Linked DNA regions of Mus musculus: all the other regions are linked to region 1. The links are chromatin contacts, called in public promoter capture Hi-C maps. All regions are on one chromosome and are shown on one strand. Each heading gives the region's core, a stretch centred on a gene start, on an enhancer-like site or on the middle of the called end of the contact. The rest is flanking DNA. Distances are from core to core; before and after follow the strand shown.

What was found. Promoter capture Hi-C pulls out the DNA fragments that hold promoters and counts their contacts.
Region 2: a contact with region 1 is called in a promoter capture Hi-C map of second pharyngeal arch cranial neural crest. The contact joins the promoter of 1810012K16Rik here to the promoter of Plat in region 1. A contact is called at or near these places in 6 of 39 promoter capture datasets (the HPC-7 cell line, cranial neural crest, embryonic stem cells and 3 more) and 2 of 9 other capture datasets (adipose tissue and embryonic stem cells).
Region 3: a contact with region 1 is called in a promoter capture Hi-C map of hippocampal neurons, with 2.7 times the contacts expected there. The contact joins the enhancer-like site here to the promoter of Plat in region 1. A contact is called at or near these places in 6 of 39 promoter capture datasets (cranial neural crest, hematopoietic stem and progenitor cells, hippocampal neurons and 3 more), 4 of 484 Hi-C or Micro-C datasets (the HL-1 cell line, adipose-derived mesenchymal stem cells, cerebellum and 1 more), 2 of 115 datasets of contacts at active chromatin or transcription factors (embryonic stem cells and extraembryonic endoderm stem cells) and 1 of 9 other capture datasets (embryonic stem cells).

The regions. Positions count from the first base shown.
Region 1 is chr8:22,754,937-22,759,863 of GRCm38.p6, forward strand. It overlaps Plat (plasminogen activator, tissue), which reads left to right and starts at 2,786. Exons shown (of 14, transcript NM_008872.3): 1 at 2,786-2,892.
Region 2 is chr8:22,395,692-22,400,618 of GRCm38.p6, forward strand. 1810012K16Rik (RIKEN cDNA 1810012K16 gene) reads left to right here and starts at 3,030. Exons shown (of 3, transcript NR_045473.1): 1 at 3,030-3,292; 2 at 3,456-3,587; 3 at 3,754-3,900. Slc25a15 (solute carrier family 25 (mitochondrial carrier ornithine transporter), member 15) reads right to left here and starts at 2,930. Exons shown (of 7, transcript NM_181325.4): 1 at 2,749-2,930; 2 at 22-136. The coding sequence starts at 76.
Region 3 is chr8:22,431,112-22,436,038 of GRCm38.p6, forward strand. No RefSeq gene overlaps it. Among named protein-coding and RNA genes, the nearest start is that of Gm39140, 21 kb to the right of the region's middle. Within about 2 kb of position 2,055, at least 148 of the 459 cell types and tissues checked have an H3K27ac peak or open chromatin away from gene starts, as enhancers often do. A contact at or near this core is called in the HL-1 cell line, cerebellum, embryonic stem cells and 1 more, where this site is marked.

The sequences.
Region 1 (4,927 bases), core at 1,536-4,035:
TGTTTGGAAAGAAGTTGAATAGATTCCGGAGCAAGACCATGGTAAGTCACTAAAAGCACATTTCTGTCATTGGAACCTGCCTGTATGGACAGCTGCTGCTTCCTCATGCTGGTGTAAGATTCATGAGCTGGGCATATCCAGATGTGCCTGCATCTGGTATGAAGTCACTTTCTTTTTCTCAGAGTGGTATGCAGGTACCATGAAAGAAACTGAAAAGAAAAATCCATCCGTTGCTACAGCAATCGAGCCCTAATGCTGTGTTTTAATCTTTATCTACTCATCCTTGTGGGGTTTATAGAATTTACATCACACTTAGGGGCAAGGTGATATTCCTAATTTTGGTATGTCTATATAACTGTGGTATCAATCATCCTCAGACCATACAATACTGTACTATGCTGATATGTCGAATGCCAATACTCCTCTATTTTTGAGCATCTAAATTATCTTCAGTGTCACATGATCAAAACAATGGTTTAGACCAGGCTTCTGGATGGTGCATTCTTGGAGTTCAAGGTCAGCCTGAGTTACATAGTTCCAAAACAAGCAAGCAAGCAAACAAACAAACAAACAGAACCCAAGGTTTTATAATCATGTGTGGAATTTTAAAACTTATTGTTATTAGGTTAAAATTTCAGAAGTCTGCTCCAGGAGAATTGCCTGATTTTTAACTTTTCATTTTCATCACTTCGAACGATTTGTTAGAATAGTGCAAATCCCTCTTGTACAGTCTGGTAAGCGATTCTTCATAGCTATCACCATCTCCAAGAGGACTTTGCTTTGTCCTATCCATTTTTTTCCTCAGGGAGTGCATGAGCCTGCAATTCACCCACCTGGTCCAGCTAGCCAGTGTAAGTCTCCAGTGCAGATGAAGGCCTGGACAGTATATGCTGCCTTTACTACTTCTAAGCGGATATGAGCGAACGTCTGTTAACTCTAGACTGAGAACAGACAAAGGAAACAATTCCATGGGTCTAGCCTGGAGAACTAAACAGTGAATTCAACTGGGGTAACTTCCAGAAGTATGAGATGAGGGGTGTCCTCTGGTCAAGTCCCTCACAAAGAAAAGTCCCTCACCACCTCAGCATTTGTTAATAGCCCATCCCTGTGTCCTCGGGGAGAAATGGGGCAGGGAGATGCAGGTCTATGAGCCTTGGGCCTTAATAGGGTCTAATTTCAGGGCAGGACCAGCCATGGCATGCATGAGGAGTCCCTACATCCCAGCAGTGTATTCCCAATAATGCCATCTGGATATTTACCTCATTTGTCCTTAAAAGCTGATCCCCTTTTAAAGGAGATGCTTTTAGTCTGTACACAGAGCACCTGCCTCCTGGTTAATAGCTGTGTTGTCAGCTTCTTGCCCACTTCTCTTTCCTTGGGCTATCCTGGGAATCACATCACTTCTTAATTAGTTTTCTCATCATGGTTTTTGTCCTGATACCTCGTCAGCTGTCCACTTCCATTGCCCCCAACAAAGGGATCATTAAGCCAACTCTCTGCCCCCACAGGTGACACACACTACAGAGAGGACCCCCATTGCAGAAGCTAGCCTTAGGAACTCTTTCTTCAGCACTTCATTTTCTTATCCATCTGCCCCCAAGTTATTGTACTTGGAGCCCTTTGGAGCAAAGGGCTCCTAGGCAAGTTTCCCAGGATGTGATATCATTAAGATTTATTTTCACTCCCCCCACCCCACCCCCCTGCAATCCTTTGACTAAAATCAAAGTTCCCATTGTTATGGTATCAGCTTCCCATTTGTATTTCTGGCTCTTCAGTCTTGCTTCCCACCCCCCCCCACCCCCACCCCCCGGAGTCTGACAGGGGAAACAGACTCACAGGTGGTAGAAACACAAAAGCTGGGGTTTCGGAGGATGTGTGTGTGTGTGTGTGTGTGTGTGTGTGTGTGTGTGTGTGTTTATGGAGGGGAGTGTGCATTTAGCAAAACTCAGGGCACCTGTGATTACTGAGAAACCCTCCTCTCAGCTCCACGCCAGCCGAGATTGACAGAGGCCACTCGCCCACCCCTCTGATGTGCAAGCAGCTGCAGATGAAGACTAAACTGGAATTTTGGGTGACCTGGTGCCCCGAGACTGCCGAGGCTTTGGTAGGTTGTGAAAGGGTCATCAGAATAGTAGTTTTCAGGAGCTTTTATTGTCTGCCTCCGGGGTGTGGGGCTTAGAAGAAGGATGGCTTAGGATAGAATTTCAGGGTGCTGAGGCTGAGAGACCTGCCCATTTCCCCACTTTTCTCAATTCTCTGAGAGATCTCTGCTGAGATGCCGCAGAGAAGCACCTCAGTCTAGGAGAGCAGGTCAGAGGTAGGGAGCGCACCAAAAGTCATGTGCGTTCTATCTCCAGTCACACCCAACCCAGCTTATCATCATCTGCCCGGCCAATTAATTGCCCACGTGTCCTGAGGGGTAGTTGCTTCAAATTCCAGAAGACCTCTCCCCCATCCCCAACTGGGCGGGGCTGTTTAGAACTATAAACTCATGGGTCAAGACAGGAGCTTAGAGCAGCAGATCCTTACAGTTCCTTTTAGGCCTTTGAGACCGGGGTTTTAAAACAGGATGAGTCTTAAGTCCCCTCCAACTCTGAAAATTCCTGTGATTCGATGACATCAGTACGGTGAATAATCAAACTGGCGGCAAGCCAAGACTGGCTGTGCTCCTCCGCGCGCACTTCCTCCCCCTCCTTAGAGACACCGGCTGCTCCATTGGCTCCTCAGTCCACCCACCAGCAGAGGAGAAACCCCGCCCACACCTCTGGCCCCACCCCTTCTTCATCCTTCAAATTGGCTGGAGCTGTTCAGGGAGACAGAGCCTGCAGGAACTCAAGAGCTCAGCGTCAAGGAGAGGCCCCTGCAAGAGTGGGAAAGAAGCAAGCACTCTCGGTAAGTTAATTTCTGCCGGTATCTAACAGCTGACTCTTCTTCTGTCCCTTTAAAGTCTTTGGGGGCAAACTGAGCCAGTGAAGGGATGCTTAATGGAAGCACAGACAGAGGACCAGCCAGCATCATCCAGGGTTCTTTGCAATGACCCTGGGTAAGCTGAGGTGAGAGGGAGAGAATGGGAGAGAGGTGTCTCTTGCAGAAGTTTTGCTTGCACAGGGGAGAAAGCAAACAGAATGACTCCGGTTCTTTCAACAGACAATGGGAGCAGCACTAACGGGCAGTAACTAGATTCAGCTGCCTTCCTGAGCTGAGAAGCCAGAGTTGTATGGCTACCTTCTGACCAAGGAACACACTAAAAAACAGGCTGGGCATCAAGGAGGGGGCATTTTGCCTGGGCAGCATGATTAACTAGGCTGGCAGAGAGAAGCTGAGATTTTTAGGAACCTCTCATTACTAGTGGGAGTCAGGATGCAAAACCTCTCGTCTCTCGGGAGTTCATCGCATCCTCTCTTCCGTTCTTCCAGTCAATCTCACCCTTGGACATCAAGCACAGATGTGTTTGCTTTTTCATGCTGCAGCTGGAAGAGTCTAAAGGCTCTCTGGATTCCTTCAGGACCTTTGTTTTCTTAACCTCACAGAAACAGCGGGAGGATGGATGGAGTGGGGGGAGGGAGAGATGGTGTGGGCGTGGGAGGAAAGTATGCAGCGCTCCAAGATAACTAAGGACGAAGCTTCAGTGCAAAGAAAAGCAGTAGCAATGCTTTAATTTGATGGCCAGCTTAGAATGATGCCGTGGTCTTCCGCAGCTGATAATGGGGCAGGGGCATATACAAAAAACGTGTGTCTGTTGTGGTGGTGGATATTTAACAATCCTGCGAGCGCGTCACAAATACAACTGGAGTACACTTACAGAAAAATACAGCTAGGGATTTTCACTGAGATCCAGACGTGGCCTGTCCAGAACAAATCTATGCAGGTCAGTGGAAGGTAGAGTGGGCACAGCCAGTGAGGGTTAAATAATATTCAGCCCCAGACCAGATACTGGAAACACTATAATGTAAACAGTCCCTCTGACCATCCTGTTCAATCCACCTAAAGTGTTTTTAGGAGAGCCAGCCTGTATCCTGGCAGGGGCAGTACTAGCTGCACCCCCCCACCCCGGACCAACTGGATTAGGACGGAGTTTCCAGGACACCCCCAGATTATTTGGAAAGTCTCCTGTGAGTTCTACAGCAGCTGGCCTGCTCTCTCCCAGACCCAGGATGCTTGATGCAGCCGGGAGGAGCAGAGGAACATCTATATTTCCGCTAAGGCTTTGGGGACTGAAGCTGCACACATCAAGACTGCTCACTGAGCAGGGTGCTCGGCCAAAGCCAGAGAGTGACTCAGAGTTGCCTGCCAGGCTCGTGGACTGGAAAGACTGGTGTGAGGGTTGTAAGGTGAAAACACATGTGCTCGTCCTCCATCTAATGGTGGAGGCTGCAAACACGGCTTATCAGCCACAGTTAATAGACTTAACGCCATTCACAGTGTAAAGTTCACACACATCCCGAGACACCAGGTCTCTGTGAGTGGGAGCCTTTGGTGGTCTGAGCTGAAACAGTGCAATCTGAGTTCTGGCAGCTGTGCATCTATTGTCTCAGAATAGCTTTTTTTGTTTCTTTTTTTTTTTTCTCTTGGGTGTCAGAAAATGCTGCAGGAAGCAACTAAATGCAGAAACCAAGAACTGAAGGCCAGCTTTGAGCTGGCCATGGGATAGGTCTCACTTCAAACCCAGTCGGGTGCTGACGACCCAGATTTCTAGAGGACGGAGCTGGAGTTGGGGCTGCAGCTTAGTTGGCAGAGTGTTCACGTGGAATGCAGAGAGTCTTTAGGCCTGATTCCCAGCACCAGGTAAACTTGGTGTTACAGTGAACACTTGTAATCCCTAGTGCTCAGGAGATGTGGGCAAGAAGATCAGAAGCTCAAGGCTAGCCTGGGATAAGTGAGATCCTGTTTCAGGAGGAAAGGAAAGGAAAGGAAAGGAAAGGAAAGG
Region 2 (4,927 bases), core at 1,780-4,279, 360 kb before region 1:
CTCAACACCCCACCCCCTTACCTGCAGCCCCTGCTGTGAGGTCGATGGCAGCTTGGATGGCTGGATTGGATTTCATGGCGTTACTGGTTTCTGTGGAAGGCGATTCTCTGGAGGGAAGGGAATGTACCACATATCCCTGGAAAGAAGCAAAAGTTCAGTTAGGCCAGCCTCTTCAGTCCCCCATTCTATAAGCCTGCTACATTACTGAACTTAACTTCCAGGAGTGGGACTGTAGGTTCCTAAGGAGTCCTGATGTATCAACACAGCAACAAACACCAAATAAGGACAGAGTGAGGGATGGTAGTCCCCTGACCCCACGTGATCTGTTGATCCAAGAGATCATACTGGATAAAAGAATATCACACAGCATAGTGCTATGGCCTCCCTCATTTACACAAATTAATACGGGGACAGGTATTAATCACAACTGGCCCAGACCACAGCAGACAGTTTCAGAGGCCTGTGGTGAAAGTTCAGTCTACCAAGCTCAGTCTTAAGTACCATCAGCAGCCTGTGCTGCTCAGCATCAGAGCCTAGGAGCTCCACTGAGTCACATAGCTCCTAAGCCGGAGGTCTTCATCTAGACAAGGTGGGTTGTAAAATTACCATATACAGATGGCCATAAATGCCATGAGGCCCACAAGAGGGCCCTGGCCCTGTTCTTGTCACCTCCACTCCGCCACATCTCAGCAGTAAATGTGGAGATTTGCTACACTGCTGTGTAGTCAGATTCTGACTCAACGGGCCTCAAGCGGGACTAGAGAGTCTCGGAGCGTAAATCCAAGGAAGGCAGGTCATGTGAGCCAGCCACACTTTGGTGCAACATCTGGACTTCTGGGTTCCAACTTTGCTTGATGAGAATCCCAGGGGTATATCCCAAAGAGTCAAACTGCTGCTGTTCTCTTTACAGCAAGACTTGAAATGTTTGGGTTTTTTTTAAAGGCTTTGGGGAAACAAAGTTTCCTTCTACCTTTAGACAAAAAAAAAAAAAAGAAAGAAAGAAAGAAAGAAAGAAAGAAACCTTTCTGAGAAATGAATTTAACATTAACTAGAAAGGAGAATGACTCAACATACAAGATCCAAGTTACCAATCATCCAAAACTATTCTGTATGCTCTCAAAATACAGAATTAATTTACACGTAACAGAGAACAATTTTACTCCTCATCACAATGAAGGGGCTGGTGCATTAGGCCAGGACTCTTTCAAATACCAAAGCCATCCAAAAAGTCCAGAAAATAAGGGCAGAATTTAAAAAAAAAAAAAGTCAATGACCTTATTCCAAGAACCTTTCTTTCTTTTAAAACTAGCAACCTGGTGATTACAGAAACACCTGTGCCTACATTTTTGCAGGGAAAGTAAAAGACCAACCAGGTGGTGGGGAGTATCCACAGTGGTCTCAGAGGAGCTTCAATGTGTTCATTTGTTTCCTCAGGAACTATTCTTTACTAACTTTGGAGGCATAGAAAAGTGTATCTAATTAGGCAGTCACTATAAATCCAACCCTTTCACATACACCAAATGAAAACATTTCAAGTCCTAGAGAAATAATATGTGCAGAATTAACCTTTAATCCCCCCCCCCCCTCCAAGAGCCAAAGGGACAGTAAGTTTGCTGTGAACTTGAGTCTCCTAGAAATGTTAGAAAGGCCATGAAGTCGCATCAACTTGGGGACAAGACCTACATGAGGATGAAAGCAATAGACACACTAACATGGATAAGGAAATCTCGGGGGAGGGGGTCTCAACCCTTGACAAAGAACTACAAACGAGTAAGGAAAGCTGGGAATGGGGGCATAGTCTTCCCCAGAGTACAGTCCCCAGTTGGTTATCCACCATATAGAGACAAGTAGCATTATATGTCCTGAGAAAAAGAGGCCATGAATTTGAAAGGGGGTAGGGGATATGGTTACACCGAAGGGGTTAGGCGTAGAAAAGGGAAGGGAGGAAATGATGTTAATTACAATTTTAAAAAGATATATTTTTTTAAGTGCTTTCCCGTGCTGGGAATTAAACCTAACTTCCTGCATACCAGGAAAGTACTCTTAACACTTAGCCCCCTTCTCAGGGGTATCTGTCAAATTATAGAAGACAGAAACGCTACTAACAGATGAACCCAGAAAGAATGCACAAGGACCTGAGTATCACCTGTGGCTTGGGGGATATGCAGGACCTGCAAAAACCAGACCGGTCTGCGCGGATTTAAACTAATTTAGGAGCCTGCTGTACCATTTGGAGTAGAAACCCCGAATCCTTTGAGCGTCTCACCCTCTTCCTTCAAACTACCCAGCAGTCCCAGAAACAACGCCGCCGACACAACCACTGGTTCCTAGGGTGCCAGAAAGAACTTCCCGGGTGCTCAGCGCAGGTGAGGCTGCCTTTCGCTAAGGAGGGACCCGTCTGGAGCTGCAGCTGGAGCTGCAGCTGGGCTGCAGAAGGCCGCCTGCCTGCCACCACCATCAATCGAACCCCTCGGGCCCAGCCCGGGACAACCGGGGTGCCAACTACTGCCGCAGCTGCGGAGCGCTTCACCCGGCCTGACCCGGATTCTGCTCTGCTCCGCGCAGCGCGCGCACACTGGCCACCGCGCCCGCCCGCCCGAACCTCCGCGTCTCCCGGGACCCCGCAGCGAGCCCGGTGCGCGCGCCCGGAGCCGCGGCACGTGTGCGGCAGGGCGGGGACTGTCAGCCGCGTTCCCCAGCCGGGCCGGTCGCCCACTCGCTCGCTCCCGCCCGCTCCCGCAGCCTCACCGCCGCGCCTGGCTGTGTCCGGCTCGCCCTCTGCCGCCCGCGCGCTCCGCTGGCGGCCGCGGGCCCCCGGGCAATTTTTAAGGTCGCCCTGTGGGTCCGGCCCTCGGGCCCTCCCTCCTGAGACCCCCTCCACCAGCCCTCCCTCCGGAGGCCACGCCCTCCTGAGGGCCCGCCCTCTCGAAGTCCCGCCCTACCGGCCCTCCCCCACGCGAGGCCCCCTCCGCCCCTCCCTCCCGAAGGCTGGCCAAGGAAACGGAAATCTGCTCTCCTCGCTGACTGCCGAGCTGGCAGCCTCCGGGAGGACTCACCTTGAGGTCTCCCAGCGTTATCCAGCCCCAGGAGGCTGTGGCTTTAACAGTAAATGGAAAGTACTAGAATGGTAGTGGTGAACTATAAGTTCCCTTATGGGCAGCTTTTTAAATCATCTGTTTATTTGTCTACAGACAGGGTCTCGCATAGCCCAGGCTTAACTTGCTATATGGCTGAGGGTGGTCAGGAACTTCCTGATCTTCCTACCTCCCCCTTCCAAGAGAAGGAATTTCAGGTTTGTTCCACCAGGCTTGGATTTGTGAGGTGGCTGGGATGAAACGTGGGGCTTCCTGCATGCTAGGCAAGCGCTCTGCCAACAGAGCTACATCCCTAGGTTTTAGTTGCTTGTCTGATTGTCTATTTTGTGTCGCTTTAGGTTTCATTCTTTCTCCCCTAAGGAAATCCATTCCCAGGAACATTATGGAAAAGACAACAATATAAGCTGCCGCTGCAGGTTTTATAGTTCCCAGCGATATATTCCTGAGGCTTTAATTAGAAGCTCAAAGTGACGCTGGAGTGAGGGCGCAGAGGTAAAGAACCTTTGATACTTATCAACTTGACTCAGCCTAGAATCAGTAGAGGGATTGCCTAAATCCAGTCAGTCTGAGGATGGAAAGGTCCGTAGCAGCAATGTCTTGATCAGTAATTGATGCTGGAGAGCCCAGCCCACTATGGGTGGTGTCATTCCTCTGGCAGGAAGTCCTGGATTGGAGGGGGGAAAAAAGCATCGTCCAGAGATCAACCAAGAAAGTGAGTCGGTAATCTGTATTCCTACATGGCTTCTGCCTTGACTTCCTGCCTTCCGTCAATCTGGAAGAGAATGCCAAATAAACCTTTTCCAAGCTGCAGTTTAGGCAACAGTGTTTCATTGCTGCAACAGAACGAAACTAAAATTCAGTTCTTAGCCCACATCTGGTAGCGCCCAAGTCCAGCGCTGGTGTGTATCCAGCTCCCCCGTCTGGCTTCTGTAAGCATCTGCAGGTTCCTTCAGGGGTACACACACACACACACACACACACACACACACACTACACATAAATAAAATAAATCTTTAAAAAAGAATCATAAAATCAAAAGGAGCAGGGAATACTTAAGAAAACTGTGGTTCACAGGAGTGATAAAACTATCTTTAACTCTAGCCCTATTCAATTGGAAGAGTCTCAGGGTCATGTGACCCCTACACCACCAGCTTCCCACTCCGCTTCAGCCTCCCTATGAGCCTTTTCACGTTTTTAAAGATTCCTTTAATTCTGAAATTGATGTGTATGTATGAAAACATGCATGCTGGCACCTGTGGAGGCTGCAAGGCAAAGTTGTCCCTTGAACAACAAGAGGTACCAGTGGTGAGCCGTCTTCCTTGTGTGCTTCCTTTATAGTGATGTGTTTGTGTGTCAAGTTGAGGGGGGAGTGTCAATTGTACTGGCTGGTTTTGTGTGTCAACTTGATCCAGGCTGGTGTTACCACAGAGAAAGGAGTTTAGTTGGGGAAGTGCCTCCATGAGATCCAGCTGCAAGGCATTTTCTCAATTAGTGATCAAGGTGAGAGGGCCCCTTGTGGGTGTCCCTGGGCTGGTAGTCCTGGGTTCTATAAGAAAGCAGGCTGAGCAAGCCAGGGGAAGCAAGCCAGTAAGTAACATCCCTCCATGGCCTCTGCATCAGCTCCTGCTTCCTGACCTGCTTGAGTTCCAGTCCTGACTTCCTTTGGTGATGAACAGCAATGTGGAAATGTAAGCTAAATAAACCCTTTCCTCCCCAACTTGCTTCTTGGTCATGATGTTTGTGCAGGAATAGAAACTCTAAGACAAGTGAGTGCTCTTAACTGCTGACCTACCTCTCTGTCCTCTTGAAAACAGCATGTCACAGGCAAAGAA
Region 3 (4,927 bases), core at 805-3,304, 320 kb before region 1:
CCTAGCGAGGGCCCAGGTGGGCCCAATCTGCAGTCTCATCTAACTCAGTAAAAGCCCCGTGTCTAACTAATTGCCTTCAAAAAGCATCTCAGGAGCTCATGATCACAATCACACAATCCACTGCAGACCGTCCAGTTAAAACATTCCCTCTTACATAAGGCCAACCTGACCCGTGCGCCCTCAGAGCCTGGCACAGAGTCTAGCCCCATAGTCCTCTCCAGCAGGAAGCCCCCAATGAAAGAAAACGTCACCCCTTCTTCTTACCTGTCCTCGTTGTCTGGAATGAAGAGTTAGTTCTCGAAGGCCTCAAGCAGGCTGAGATACTCCAAACAGGAAAGTACTTGACCGAAAACACCTGTGGGCTGGCAGGAGGATCCCGGAAGTTTTTGATAAGGTGACGGGCGACTGACCTGCAGATGGAAAGTTCCCCCTTTCCACCTTATAAAGCCCCAAGCCTGCTGTGCCACATGTGCAGACTCCATATCCACGGGAGACAGATGTCCCTCAGTTGTTCTGACTAAAGGACAATTCTGTCTTTGGAGACGCTGGTTTCTGCTTTCCTTTCTTCCCCGTGGCTCCTCCATCAGTTTTGAGCTAACACTCACAGCCTCAGGTAAACACATCCAGGACCAGCCTTGACCATGTCTGAGCAGCGTGGGCTGATGGAGGACAGTAGGGTGAGGAAAAAGCTGAAAGTTTGGCATCTCCCTTGTCTTCTATATAGGGTTTCTCTCCCTGTTGGTCAGTTTACCTTTCTCAGAGATCTGTCATAATCATAGTCCTCTATTCTGTTAAACTACTGAAGATTCAGATGGAAAAACTGAAGGATAGAGTGGGTGTCCAAGGCTGTTGTACTCACTCCTCCTGGGGCGACCAAACATCTGTTCACCCTGATCAGTCACCAATACAAAGGAAAGGTCCTGTTTTTTTGCTTTATTTTATTTATATATATTTAGTTAGATAGATATTTGTTTTCCGCTGAAAGAAAGAAAGAAAGAAAGAAAGAAAGAAAGAAAGAAGGAAGGAAGGAAGGAAAGAGAGAGCGAAAGAAAGGCTGTGGATGTTGGTCAGTGAGGAAACGGAGAATCTGGGAGGAGTTTGGGTGTGGGAAACCATCAGAATATAGAGCATGAAAAACTATATTTCCAATTTAAAAAATAATAATAAGCTATTCTTTTTTTTTTTACCCCAGAAGGGGAGAACCAGGCAGGGCACAGTTGAATAAGAAAAGGAAAACAATAAGTTTTCATATTAATTGTGATTAGCAAGCTTACTAGAGAAATATTTGGTTACACGGGAATAAGAAAAGGCGAGAAGGGCTGGTGAGATGGTTCAGCAGTTAAGAGCACTAACTGCTCTTCTGGAGGTCATGAGTTCAAATCCCAGCAACCACATGATGGCTCACAACCATCCTTAATGAGAAACAAATAAAAGACCTATGGGCAAGCGGGGCAGAGCGAAAGGGGGGGGGGGAGAAAATAGAAAAGAAAAGAAAAGATAAGGAAGTGTCCCTGGCCTGGGACATCAGAGCCAACGCTGCTCTACTGACGGCTTCTCTCTGTGAACCTGCTCGCCCTGCCTCTTTTCTGCAGAGTGTAACACCTGCTCTTCTGCGAGCAGGGACTGCCACCAATATCTGTCTAGACAGCAAACCTGCTTGCTAAAGGCAAAACTAACTGTCTTAATTAGAAGCCTTTCCATTTCAGGCTCACACTACCTGCTGTGTCCCAGGATGGCCACTTGGCCACTGGGCTGCCACTTGATCACCTGGGCACACCTTTTCAACACACATACCTTGCCCTAGCTCTGGAACATGGTGGCCCCAGCATACCTGTTTGCACACTTGCCACATCCCAGAGCCACTAAATGGTGTCCTGGACACACTAGTCTGAAGGCCATTTTTGTCCCTGGGGTGCAATGTGGTAGGCTGGGCATGGCTGTCTGCACCCGTACCCTGCTAAGGCAGTGTAGCCTCGTGTTTACAGGAACTCTGTGTCCCAGCATTCTGACATGTCTATTCGCACACACGCTATTTCCCAGAGCTGCCACATGGTGGCGCTGTTCCACCACCTACACATGGCAGAGTAGGCTTGCTTGTTCACAAATCCACCGTGTCCCAGCACTACCTTTGGTGGCTAGGACATTTGGTGCCTGTTCTGAGCTTGGTTAACTGAGGGGCGTTGGTGGTGGGGTTATGATAACAGACGTGCCTTATCCAAGCACCACCTCATGGTGGCCTGGGCACATCTATTCATTTGCTTACCATGCCCTAGTGCCACCATGTGGTGGCTTCAGCAAGCCTGCTTACACACTTGCCAGGTCACACCACCATTATGTCATCTCCTGGGCATGACAGTTAAATGCCCAGGGGTATCAGATGCTTGCTGTGTCCCAGGGCCACTACATGGCAGCCTGGACATGCCTGTTCACATATGTACCATATCCCAACACCACCACAATGCAGGCTGGTTTCACCTGTGTGCATGCAACTGTGTTCAAGCACTGCCAAGCAGTGGCTTGGGTGTGCCTGCTTGTATGCATGCCGTGTCCCAGCCATGACACATAGCTGCCAGGGCACACCAGTTTGCATGATTTCTGTGTCCTAGTACCAGCATGTGACTGCCTGAGAATACCTACCGATTCACACACCTACTATGTCCCGGGGCTGCCAAGTTATGGTTTGTGCACACTTCTTTGCCTGCTTACCATGTTCCAGGACCTCCATGTGGCAGACTTGGCACACCTTTTCACATGGCTGCTTGGACATGGTAGTTCATATGTATATCATGTTCCAGCACTGCCTGGGCATGCCAGTTCATATGTATGTCATGTTTCAGCACTGCCTGGGCATGCCAGTTCATATGTATGTTATGTTCCAGCACTGCCTGGGCATGCCAGTTCATATGTATGTTATGTTCCAGCACTGCCTGAGCATGCCAGTTCATATGTATGTCATGTTCCAGCACTGCCTGGGCATGCCAGTTCATATGTATGTCATGTTCCAGCACTGCCTGGACATGCCCGTTCACATGCCTGCTATGTTCCAGTGCCAACACATGAGCCCATGCTCACCTGTCTGCACATATATTGTGTCCCAGAGCCTCAAATCACTAGCCAGATCATACCTGCTAGCACACCTACTATGTCTTAGCCTTGCCAGCCAGCAGCCAGGACACATCTGCACCATATCCCAGCACCATTGTGGAGTGGCTTGGACACATGCATTTGCACACCTACCATATGCCAGTGCTGCCAAGTGGTGGCCAGGCATGCCTATTCTCACCTGCCACATCTCTAGGCAGCTGTAGGGTATATACATTCTGTGTCTCTACGCCATTGCGTGACATCCTGAGCTCTCCTGTTCACACACATACCATGTCCCCCGCATTGCTACCTAGTGGTCTGGGCGGCTGCCACATGGTGGCCTATCACATCCCAGGGCTGCCATGTGGCAGACTTGTCAGAGACATTTACTAAATGCCTGCCATGTCCCAGATTTGCCACTTGGTGGAGTATTGCCTGTTTGCCTGCAAACCTGTCCCAGCACCAACACTTAGGAGCCTGGGCATGCCTTTATTTGTCTGGGAACATTGGTTCACACCTGCTGCCGTGCCTGCTATGTTCCAGTGCTACTGCCTCCTAGCCTGAGCACACCTGTTGGCACACTTGCCAAGTCCGACCACCACCACACGACAGCCTGGGCATGCCTGTTTGCATGCTCACCATGTCTGAGCAATGGTACATGTCTGAACATGTCCACATGCTTGCCGTGTCCCAGGACCTCCAAGTGGTGGCCCGGCCACATAGTTCACAGTTCTGCTGTGACCCAGAGCCACCATGTGGTAGCATGATCTCTCCTAGTCTCACATGTATGGTGTCCCAGCAGTGCCCATGGCAACCTGGTTCAACCTCTTTGGACTCAGTCCCTGTCCCACTGACACCAGGAGGCAAGCTTGGTCATGCCTGTTTGCATGCCTTCCATTTCCCAGAGCTGCTATGTGGTAACCTGGGCATGCCTATTCACATGTATTCTATGTCCCAACACCACCCCATGGAGTCCTAGGCCTAGGTATGGTGGAGTTTGTGAAAGAGAGGGAGACTGGACCTGGTGTGGGCTTTTTTTTTTTTTTTTTTGAACCTCAAAGCCCCCAGCCCCAAGGACACACCTCCTCCAACAAGGCCACACCTCCTAATGGTTCCCAAAGGTGTTCACTAATTGGGAACCAAATACTCAAATATATGAGCTTATGAAGGCCTTTTCATTTAAATCACCACATCTAACTATAACAGGGATATATATATATATATATATATATATACATATATATATATATATATAGTGTGTTTGTGTGTGTGTGTGTGTGTGTGTGTGTGTGTGTGTGTGTGTGTGTCTATACATATAACCCTAATTACAACAGATCTAGGGAAGATGTGTATGAGAAAAACTACTACACACAGCTTTCCAGTTATGACAGGGATAGGAAATGCATGTGTGTGCACCAGCATATACAGAACTACCTGATAGAAGAAATACAAGTTCGTGACTCTCCACAAAAACACCTGTCTGTAATAGATCATGGGAATACGTGTGTGTGACTCTGCTACTCCTGTTATGTGACAAGATTGTCCCCAGAGAGATACAACACACCCATCTACTCACCCACTGGGAGTAGATTGGGAGCCCATGACAGACCAACGTACAGATACTGTCAACGTCCAACTTGGTAAACTTATGAGTTGTGTTTGGGTTATTTCCAGGGATATAGGTGAGGGGTTACTTGCAGGAGCAGAAGTGACTCAAAGACAGGGACATCACCAAAGCCCACCCTGGCACGGATGGCATCTCACCAACGCTGAGCTGTCTGCATGATTTGGTCATACCTAGGTCTTTATTTATGCTTCATAATCCATTTATACCCCTAAATCA